3 separate regions of the Mus musculus genome follow, and regions 2 and 3 are each linked to region 1. A link is a contact called in public HiChIP or PLAC-seq data. All regions are on one chromosome and are shown on one strand. The core of a region is the stretch at or near the end of the contact, and the rest is flanking DNA. Distances in the headings are between cores, read along the strand shown.

Region 1 (2,800 bases), core at 151-2,650:
CCAGAGCCTGGCCCTTAAACATTAACCTATTCTCTAAGAGAAAATATTCAGGATTATTTCAACTGAAGTATGGTTTTATATAAATTAACAGGTCAAAGAGGTTATTTTAATGTAATTTATTTTCTTCAACAATATAACAGCAGACGGACGCAGGTGCAGACCCAGAGCCATACATCAAGTGGAGCCCCGGGGGAGTCTTGTAGAAGAGTGGGGGATAGAAGTGAGAAAGTAGGAGGGGCCAAGGACACCACAAGAAGACCCACAGTGTCAACTAACCTGGGACCATAGGGGCTCACAGAGCCTGGTTCACCAATCAGGACATAAATGAGACCTGGACTTAGACCCCCTAGGCATTTGTAGCAGATGTGCAGCTTGGTTTTCACATGGGTCTCCTAACAAGTGGAGTGGGGGTTGTCTCTGTCTCTGTTCCCTGCCATTAACCGCCCCCTTTCCCTACTTCAGCTGCCTGGTTGGACCTCAGTGGGAGAGGATGTGCCTAGTCCTGCTGGGACTAGATGCCCCAGGATGAAGTGGTACCCAAGAGGGACTTCCCCTTCTGTGAAAGGAAAGGGCCAATGGGAGGAGGGATTTGTAAGGGTGGGACTGGAAAGAGAGAAGGCAGGGCATCTGTGATCGGGATGTAAAGCGAATTTTTAAAAAATCTAGGAAGCTCACAGCCATCAGGAACTCTGGGGCAGATTTGGATGCAGTTGGGAATCACAGTGGCATTGTTAAGTTAATCACATGCATACTTTTTTTTTTTTTTTTTTTTTTTTTGGTTTTTTGAGACAGGGTTTCTCTGTGTAGCCCTGGCTGTCCTGGCACTCACTTTGTAGACCAGGCTGGCCTCGAACTCAGAAATCCGCCTGCCTCTGCCTCCCCAGTGCTGGGATTAAAGGCATGCACCACCACGCCTGGCTTCACATGCATACTTTTGATAATACATGTGAAGACATAGCTCTAAAACTCATGTCCGTGGCTTCATTCTCAGCAAAGCTCAACCATTGTAAGGACCTCCCCATTCTTGAGGATCATGTCCAGCCAGTGCTTTAAGGTTTGAGATAATGCCATTTATCTGTCTGGCGGTGCTCCCTACAAAAGAGGGTAGGGCTAGGTGATGTCATTCCTTTTCTTTCTCCTCTCTCTCTCTTTCTCTCTCTCTCTCTCTCTCTGTCTCTCTCTCTGTCTTTATTTCTAATTGTGAAAACACTTGTCGGTGGGTTTTACAACAAAAGAGAGAGGAGGAAAGAAAGACCACGGCTGTGCCTTCAGTAATGGTTCCCATTTCAACAACCAGCCATTCTCTTAAGGAGTCTGTTTTCTGCAGATACGTAGGAAGAGATATGGAAGCAGAAATGCTGACGTGTGTTTGCCGAGGGAAGATTGCGACATCAGCTCAGGGGGTTGATCTGAAACTGGCCTTTGCCTTTCCTCACCTGGGGCTGCTGATGGGGCCGGAGGGGCAGCTTAACGGCATTATCTCACACTCCAGATGGGCACACTCAGGGGCAGAGTAAATAGCAGGCAGAGACGTGATGTCTAATGGGTCATTTATTTAACGTGTTATCTGCCGAACTCGGTGTGCAAAGTCCAATGCCATGTGGTGTTGGGGAATGGAAGGAGTCACCAGATGCAGTTCTTGTCCCAAAGGGTTTTCTGTGGGGGCAGGAAGGGAATGTAAATGATCTTAAATGTCACAAGGCAGTGAGATGATGTGAGAAATCCAATTTCCTCTGCTCTAGAAGGATAAGGAAAGGAGAGACTCTGGGAAGGAGGAGGCAGGGTTTGAAACCCACACGGCCCTGGAAGGAAGAAATGTCTCAGGCAGAAGAAACAAGTCAAGCGATTAGGAAACACACAGGGAGAAGATCCTGAGGGAGAGGTCTGTGTACAGCATAGGGTTCCAGAAGGTGAGGTGAGCATTGGGTTTTACTTTTAATAGAAAAAATAAAGGGGGGGGGGGAACAAAACAGCCAGTGGTGGCGCACACCTTTAATCCCAGCACTTGGAAGGCAGAGGCAGGTGGATTTCTGAGTTTCAGGACAGCCAGAGAAACCCTGTCTCAAACAAACAAACAAACAAACAAACAACCTTTTAATAGTAATCTCTGCCTGGATGTGGTAGTAATCACCTTTAAGTTCAGTACCCAGGAGACTGACCAGGAGGATTGCAAGTTTGAGGCCAGCTTGGACTCTATGGTGAGACTGTCTCTAATACATTAACCAAAATATCAACAATAGCAAGGACAAAACCCTTACTGGTTTCTAGCGCCAATGCTTCAAGAGCATCGTTAAGTACCCTTGAGCGGGATGAATTTCCATCAACTAGGCATTCTTCAGATCCTCTTGCCTGAGCAAGCCCTGCAGACAGGTTAACACAGAGAGAAAGCCACTTGAACCAAGTAGGTAGGGGGATCAGTGTCACCTCCCAGGTGGCAGCCTAGGGAGTAATGTTGAGCCTTTCCAATGAAATCTGGTGAGTAGGACCTAAAAAATCATTCCGATGACAGAGGCACTAGGAAGAGCGGCGTGTTCTTCTTCCCAGAGTTTACCGAAGCAGCAGCTCAACCGCAAGCCTTCGAAGGAGAAATCAGCAGCACGGAAATAACACTTGCCCGGGACCGTCCACACACCTCGTGGTTTACGTCATAATCCCGATGTGTTAACTCAACTCTCCTCATGCGTGTGCGAACACTGTCAAAAACAAACAAACAAACAAATAAAAAGGTGGGGACAGGAAAAGGGGGAGAAAAAAAAAACAACAGAAATGAGAAAAAACAAGCTTGGATGACCACATCAAA
Region 2 (2,800 bases), core at 187-2,686, 180 kb before region 1:
AGATATTCATCGATATAATAATACCTCGTTTTCATTAGCCTAACAGGTAGAACTGGCTGCTTTGATTCATCCACTGTGATTAATTAGTAACCCTGAAATATCATTTAGACTTCTACTTATGTTGTAGGATTATTTCCAGCAATAGAATCATATTCATGTGTCTTCCTCACTACTGGGGTGCTGGGCTGCTTGCATCTTGCTCAGGGAAGGTGAAACACAGTCTAAGATAGGAGTCCCAGTCCGTGTTTCCATGAAAACAGCAGAGGCTGGGACAAAGGCTGTGGTTCTCAAACTCCTGTGTACCTAAACGCTGCTAGGACCATGTTTCCCACCCTCCTGTGTACCCAGACACCACTGGAAACCATGAGATGTTGAGAATGGCTCTCGATGAGGCCTGGATTGGAGCAGGGTATGGGGGGGTGTGGGAGGGAGGTACAGAGTCGGGCTTAGCTCCCAGGGAGTGCCAGGAATACGGAGGGACTAGAAGAGAACCTTCTGTGGGAGACTTGGAAGACTTAGGCAAGGCTCTGTATGATGAAGGCCTCCCCCTACAGCCGTCCTTGAATGATCAGTCCTCGCTTGTCCAAACTGTTTTATTCAAGGCAGATGAGGATGCGTACATCTTACTTAGGATAGATCAAGGATTAAGTGCCTTTTACTGGAAGGGATGCCCAGGAAGGGAAGCTCATTGGCTAAACACTGGAGGCCTATCTAGATAGCTCATTAGCATGGAGAAATCTAGGTTTTCATGCTATACAACCGGTTGTCATGGTCCTCTTAGTGGGATGTCATGGTTATGAGCTCCAGGAGAGGAACCTGGTTGGGAGCTCATGAGAACTCCTGCCGTTCTCAATCATGAGATTTACCCGGGTTCTGAGCTTGCTGCTGCCTTACCAGTTCTGCCTGGTTGCACGGTCCACTGACCTACACTCGTACACACTCTAACTGCCCTGATTTTATTGCAGAAGGAAATAAGCAAGTAACACATTAACCTGTCCATTTCCACTTCTCCTGAAAAAAAAATTGGGAAGAGTTATGCAACTGTCATTGCAGAATGACGCACTGAAGCATTGTGGGTTCCTCTTCAGCTCCTCTGGTCCCTGCCCATCAGAGACATTGATGGAAGGTAAGGAAATAGTAGAAGTCACCAGGAAGATAGCAAATCTCCAGCTAAAGGCCAAAGGGAGATGATGACCATACCATGAGAAGTCAAGTCTGCCTACCTGGGGCTATGTTAAGGTCCTGTGTACCAAGGAAGAAGTCTACAGAGTACACAGAGCCTCATGCCCCCTGAGAATCTCTTTCTGGCAACGCTAGCTGCTGCTGACCTAAGGCATCTGTCACGAGTCCCTCTGAACACATGTATTGGTCTTATGTTTCCCATCCACCTTTGCTTCAACTTGTAGATTGCTTGGATCCAGCTCCTGTTATCTTTACTAATGATTTCATAATTTATGACTGGACCTTAGGACTGTAATAGACTCATTCACTCATCTGGAAAGGGCACTGCATTTAATTTTTCCTTGAGATTTAAATCACTTTCTATTTGTATAAGATATCATAACATTTGCATTCCTATTAAACACAAAAATGGGCTTACGTTCTACAAGAGACCAAAACCAGTGGATAAGAGTGAGTTTACTTCAGATTACTCGTTAAAACCTCTTTCTGCCAGATGTGGCTTATGGGCCTCAAAGGACTTGTCCCTGTGATTGTACACATTACTCTTCGGATTCTTCTTAACCGTCAGAGTATAAATTGTCTGATGCTTTGAATAAAGTTGTCTCCTGCGTGAGACTTTAGTCCATCTCATTTGTTGGCTCCATTTTTCCAGGTCCCTCCCACCACCTTTAGAGCAGTAACAGGCGTGGAGCCAGCTGCTGGCACTATGTTGAAAGAGGTGTCTCATGAGCAAGTCCTGAGCTGCGTCACCAGAAATGTCCACCAGCCATTATCAAATGCAATAAAGGGACTGTGGTGACTGTACTTTGATCTAAGTGATTAAACTGTACTTGTAGTCCTGGAAAAGGAGCCTCGATACAGGAAAGTAATGGGGTCAAAGGGTGGGGACACAGCCAACTTTGGAGCAAGGAATTAATAAGAATGTGTCATAGGAGAACATTGAGTGTGTGAACATTGCAGACTCTTACAAGGTACAAAGAAAAGAAATATGACCTTGGAAAGACCCTAGGCACGAGGCCAAAGTGGAAAGCTAGTAATATACCATGAGTGTGAGACTTTTTCTGGTCACTGACAAAATCGGATATTGGGGAAAATTTAAAACCAGATTTTCCTGGAAGCTGTGGGCAGGAAAGCAGTGATTTCATACATGAGCCAGTAACAGTTTCCTCCACCAACCCATGGAGAGGAAGAGGTTTCACTAATCTGAAATGTGGAGCTCTGATTTGATCTCTCCTAACTGTAGAGTAAGCAATGCACTCTGGGTCCCTCTGCTCTGTGGAGGCTTAAGACAGGTGTGATTGCCAGGGTCTATCCGGGAAACAGAAATGCTGACATTGTGGCTGATGGTGGCAGCCTCCTGACGTGGGAAGGTCAAGGCCAGAATCCTAGACTCACAGGATGAGCCTCTTTCCTTGCCAGTTGACACTCTGTTCTCCCTCTGTGTACAGCTTCTGTGTTCCTGCTTTGAGACCACTGAAGCTAAGAGCAGCTGTGCTTCCCTCACCACCGTGAGACACAGCTGGGAGAGTAAATTATCTTTTTATTTACCTTTACATACTGGCTTCTCCAAATTTGGAGATACTAGGCTTGACTGGTTCCTGAGTCGAGAGTTGTGCAT
Region 3 (2,800 bases), core at 149-2,648, 160 kb before region 1:
GCAAGGAGCACATTATTAGTAAACGTACAGTGTATGTCATAAAATGAGTTTGTCCTAGGGATGTGCTGGATAGCTACAAACATGTGCCCAGTCAGATCAGGACTGAAGTCAGTGTCTCCTATCCTCACACACTGGCATTCTGTCTGGAGAAGGCTTTGTTGTGAGGGCTGTTTGCTGTCCTGAGAGAGGAAGAACCATACAATCAATCACTATAAACCACTAGAGGCCAGCATGTGCCTGGTCATGACAAGTGTGTCTTCAGATATTGCCATGAAAATGAAAATGCAAACAAACAAAAAACCCTGATTGAGAACCATGATATTAAAGTTAGGGTTAGACTGGAACTAAACATTGTTTTTACATAATTCTTATGATAGTGTAGTAAAACTATAAGTCAATTTATCAAAACTTTCCCTACTAAGATGAATGGGGTTTTTTGTTTTGTTTGTTTGTTGTTTTACATTGTTGTTGTTCGCTGTTATCGTTGTTGTTACTGTTGTTATTATTATTATTATTATTATTATTATTATTATTATTAGAGGTGGTGGTGGTGTTGTGTGTGTGCATGTATGTGTGTGTGACATGCACAGCATATATGGAAAAGTCAGAGGACCTTTAAGGAAACATTTCCTGCCTCCAGCCTTACTGACTCAGGGTCTTTCTTGAGACCTGCCACTCTGCAAACACTCTACTTCACATTAGCTGGTCTAAAAACTTGAAAGAGATTCTCCTGCCTCTGCCTGCCTCTCACCTCACTGTAAAAGCACTGGGATTGCAGAACTCTTCCCAGAGCTCAAGCTTAGGTCAGCAGGAGTGTACGGCAAGTGTTGAGCGATCTCATGGGTTCAGTTAGTTTCTGAGAGGGTCTTTCTCTCTAGCCCTAACTGTCCTTGAACTCATGACAACCCATTTCATCCTCCCAAAGTTCAGGGATTACAGTTGTATGCCAGCATTACCAGTTTAGGCAAGGCGACTGTAAAGTTTACCAACATACCTTTCCGTAAAGAAGCTGAAATCCCTTAGTAAATAAACACAGAAGAGAAAGATCTGACACACACACAATAAGAAATCCTGCAGAGAGAGTTCTTGAGAGCAGTCCTTTCAGGGACCTTGAGGGCATTTCATGAAACGATGTCACAGAGACGAAAGGAAACACTGAGGCAAGGGGAGGGACGTCATTTTTGCTAGACTTTCTGAATTGGCACAAGACTAAGTCACCATCAGAGTGAGAGGAGACTACAGATTAGGAAATTCTAGGCTGAAGATCGCTGGTGTGCTACACAGACAGCAAGGGTCCACGGTTCCCATTCACCCTCTCTGTTAAGAGTTGTCCAAACCCTGACAGGCTATTTCTCACTGCCCTCAAGCTCTGAGGTCCCAACCCTGAGCCAGCACACAGTTGTGGAATGTGCGCTTATCAGCTCTTTCTGGCAACTGGCTGCCACAGTGGAATAGCTTCCTGTCCATCCTCAGCAAGCCTTTCCCCTCTATTGTCCAGCTTCCTCTGCTGATTCTGCTCATCTCTGCTCGCCCCTCCTTTGCCCCATGAAAGAAAATCCTGTTTCCCTTTGATTTTTGAATACTTGTCAATTTCTCTGATGTCTTCATCCTATTGCAACCGTCTATCTTTCAAATAAAGCCTCTCTCTAAATCCAGATTTCCTTTTATTTGACACCAGATTTTTGAGCCTGAGTTTTACCATCTGCAAAAGGAAGGAACAAAGGGGAAAAAAGGGCTTCCTTAGCCCCTTTCCAGCCTGTGGATTTAGAGACACCAAATACTGTTAGTCTGTTTCAAATCTTAAAAGGGAAAGATATGCACACTTCCCAGAGCTGGATCAAGTATGGTAAATTAAGGGTGCTGGAGCAGAGCTATAAGCCCAACTCTCAGGAAGCTAAGGCCAGAGGATTACAAGTTTGATCCAGCCTAGCCAAACTGTCACAACAGACAAAGGGAAAAAAAATTCAGTGAGTCACTATTCTTAACTGATAAGGCATTTCTCCAGCCCATGCCATTATTCTTTTATATCAGAGCCTGGATGTTAGCAAACTAGAAGACTATTTGCTCTCTGGTTTAACAAGATAGACTAATGTTAATTCCCACTCCCCCAGAGTGGCTCTGACAGCCTTCACACTGGGCTATGTGATAGTCGACTGGAATATTCTGGAATAGCCTTGGAAAGCTTCTCCATAGAAAATATGGCGCCCCCCCCCCACTTTTTGTGTATTTTCCAATAAATAGACGTTCTCTGCTGGCCCTTTAATATTCAAGTAAAATTGCATGCATCATAGCAGAAATGTAGAGATTTACTGTTTCTTTCTTCACTAGCTAAATCTGAAGCAACAAGACATTCTTACTTACCCTTCCTGTCCCTCTGAAGAGCATTCACTATGTTCAATATTGCCCTCGGGAAACAATCAAACTGTATTTCTGCTTTCATCCACTTTCTCAGGACTTGGTTAAGATTACTCTGGGGTGGGGTTGGGAGGAGTGTGATGCTCACAATTACTGATCAATGCTGTGTTGGAAAGTTTCAAGCTGTCTTATTTAACAGTTTAAAATGATAATATGTGACTCTAATTTTGACTACATTTAGTTTTGCCCCCCCCTCCCCCCAGTTTTCCTTGCCTGCTGGAATGATCAGAACATGGTACAACTAGAAAATCTAGATGAAATGGATAAAATCCTAGATGCCAAATTAAAGGAAGAAGCTATAAGCAACTAAAGCAGGTCTATAATGAGCAACAAGATGGAAGATTAACAAAGAGCCTCCCGATGAAGAATGGCCAAGGACCATATG

What was found. HiChIP or PLAC-seq counts read pairs in DNA pulled down with a chosen protein or histone mark.
Region 2: an H3K4me3 HiChIP or PLAC-seq map of intestinal villus epithelium shows a contact between it and region 1, with 13 read pairs. The contact joins two enhancer-like sites. A contact is called at or near these places in 2 of 39 promoter capture datasets (the C10 cell line and embryonic stem cells), 7 of 15 datasets of contacts at CTCF or cohesin (CD8 T cells, the G1E-ER4 cell line, embryonic stem cells and 3 more), 64 of 484 Hi-C or Micro-C datasets (B cells, the Ba/F3 cell line, the C10 cell line and 25 more), 18 of 115 datasets of contacts at active chromatin or transcription factors (CD4 single positive thymocytes, CD8 T cells, T-cell acute lymphoblastic leukemia and 12 more) and 4 of 9 other capture datasets (adipose tissue, embryonic tail, liver and 1 more).
Region 3: an H3K27ac HiChIP or PLAC-seq map of extraembryonic endoderm stem cells shows a contact between it and region 1. The contact joins two enhancer-like sites. A contact is called at or near these places in 2 of 39 promoter capture datasets (the C10 cell line and embryonic stem cells), 8 of 15 datasets of contacts at CTCF or cohesin (CD8 T cells, the G1E-ER4 cell line, the NIH/3T3 cell line and 4 more), 67 of 484 Hi-C or Micro-C datasets (8-cell embryo, B cells, the Ba/F3 cell line and 26 more), 22 of 115 datasets of contacts at active chromatin or transcription factors (CD4 T cells, CD4 single positive thymocytes, CD8 T cells and 13 more) and 2 of 9 other capture datasets (embryonic stem cells and embryonic tail).

What each region holds. Positions count from the first base shown.
Region 1 is chr1:82,814,766-82,817,565 of GRCm38.p6, reverse strand. It overlaps Gm34286 (a long non-coding RNA gene), which reads right to left. Exons shown (of 3, transcript XR_001779016.2): 2 at 2,259-2,693; 3 at 102-1,656. Among named protein-coding and RNA genes, the nearest start is that of Gm34286, 7.1 kb to the right of the region's middle. Within about 2 kb of position 1,400, at least 54 of the 459 cell types and tissues checked have an H3K27ac peak or open chromatin away from gene starts, as enhancers often do. A contact at or near this core is called in extraembryonic endoderm stem cells, intestinal crypt epithelium, intestinal villus epithelium and 1 more, where this site is marked.
Region 2 is chr1:82,990,432-82,993,231 of GRCm38.p6, reverse strand. No RefSeq gene overlaps it. Among named protein-coding and RNA genes, the nearest start is that of Slc19a3, 47 kb to the left of the region's middle. Within about 2 kb of position 1,436, at least 13 of the 459 cell types and tissues checked have an H3K27ac peak or open chromatin away from gene starts, as enhancers often do. A contact at or near this core is called in intestinal crypt epithelium and intestinal villus epithelium, where this site is marked.
Region 3 is chr1:82,970,864-82,973,663 of GRCm38.p6, reverse strand. No RefSeq gene overlaps it. Among named protein-coding and RNA genes, the nearest start is that of Slc19a3, 66 kb to the left of the region's middle. Within about 2 kb of position 1,398, at least 58 of the 459 cell types and tissues checked have an H3K27ac peak or open chromatin away from gene starts, as enhancers often do. A contact at or near this core is called in extraembryonic endoderm stem cells and pancreatic cancer cells, where this site is marked.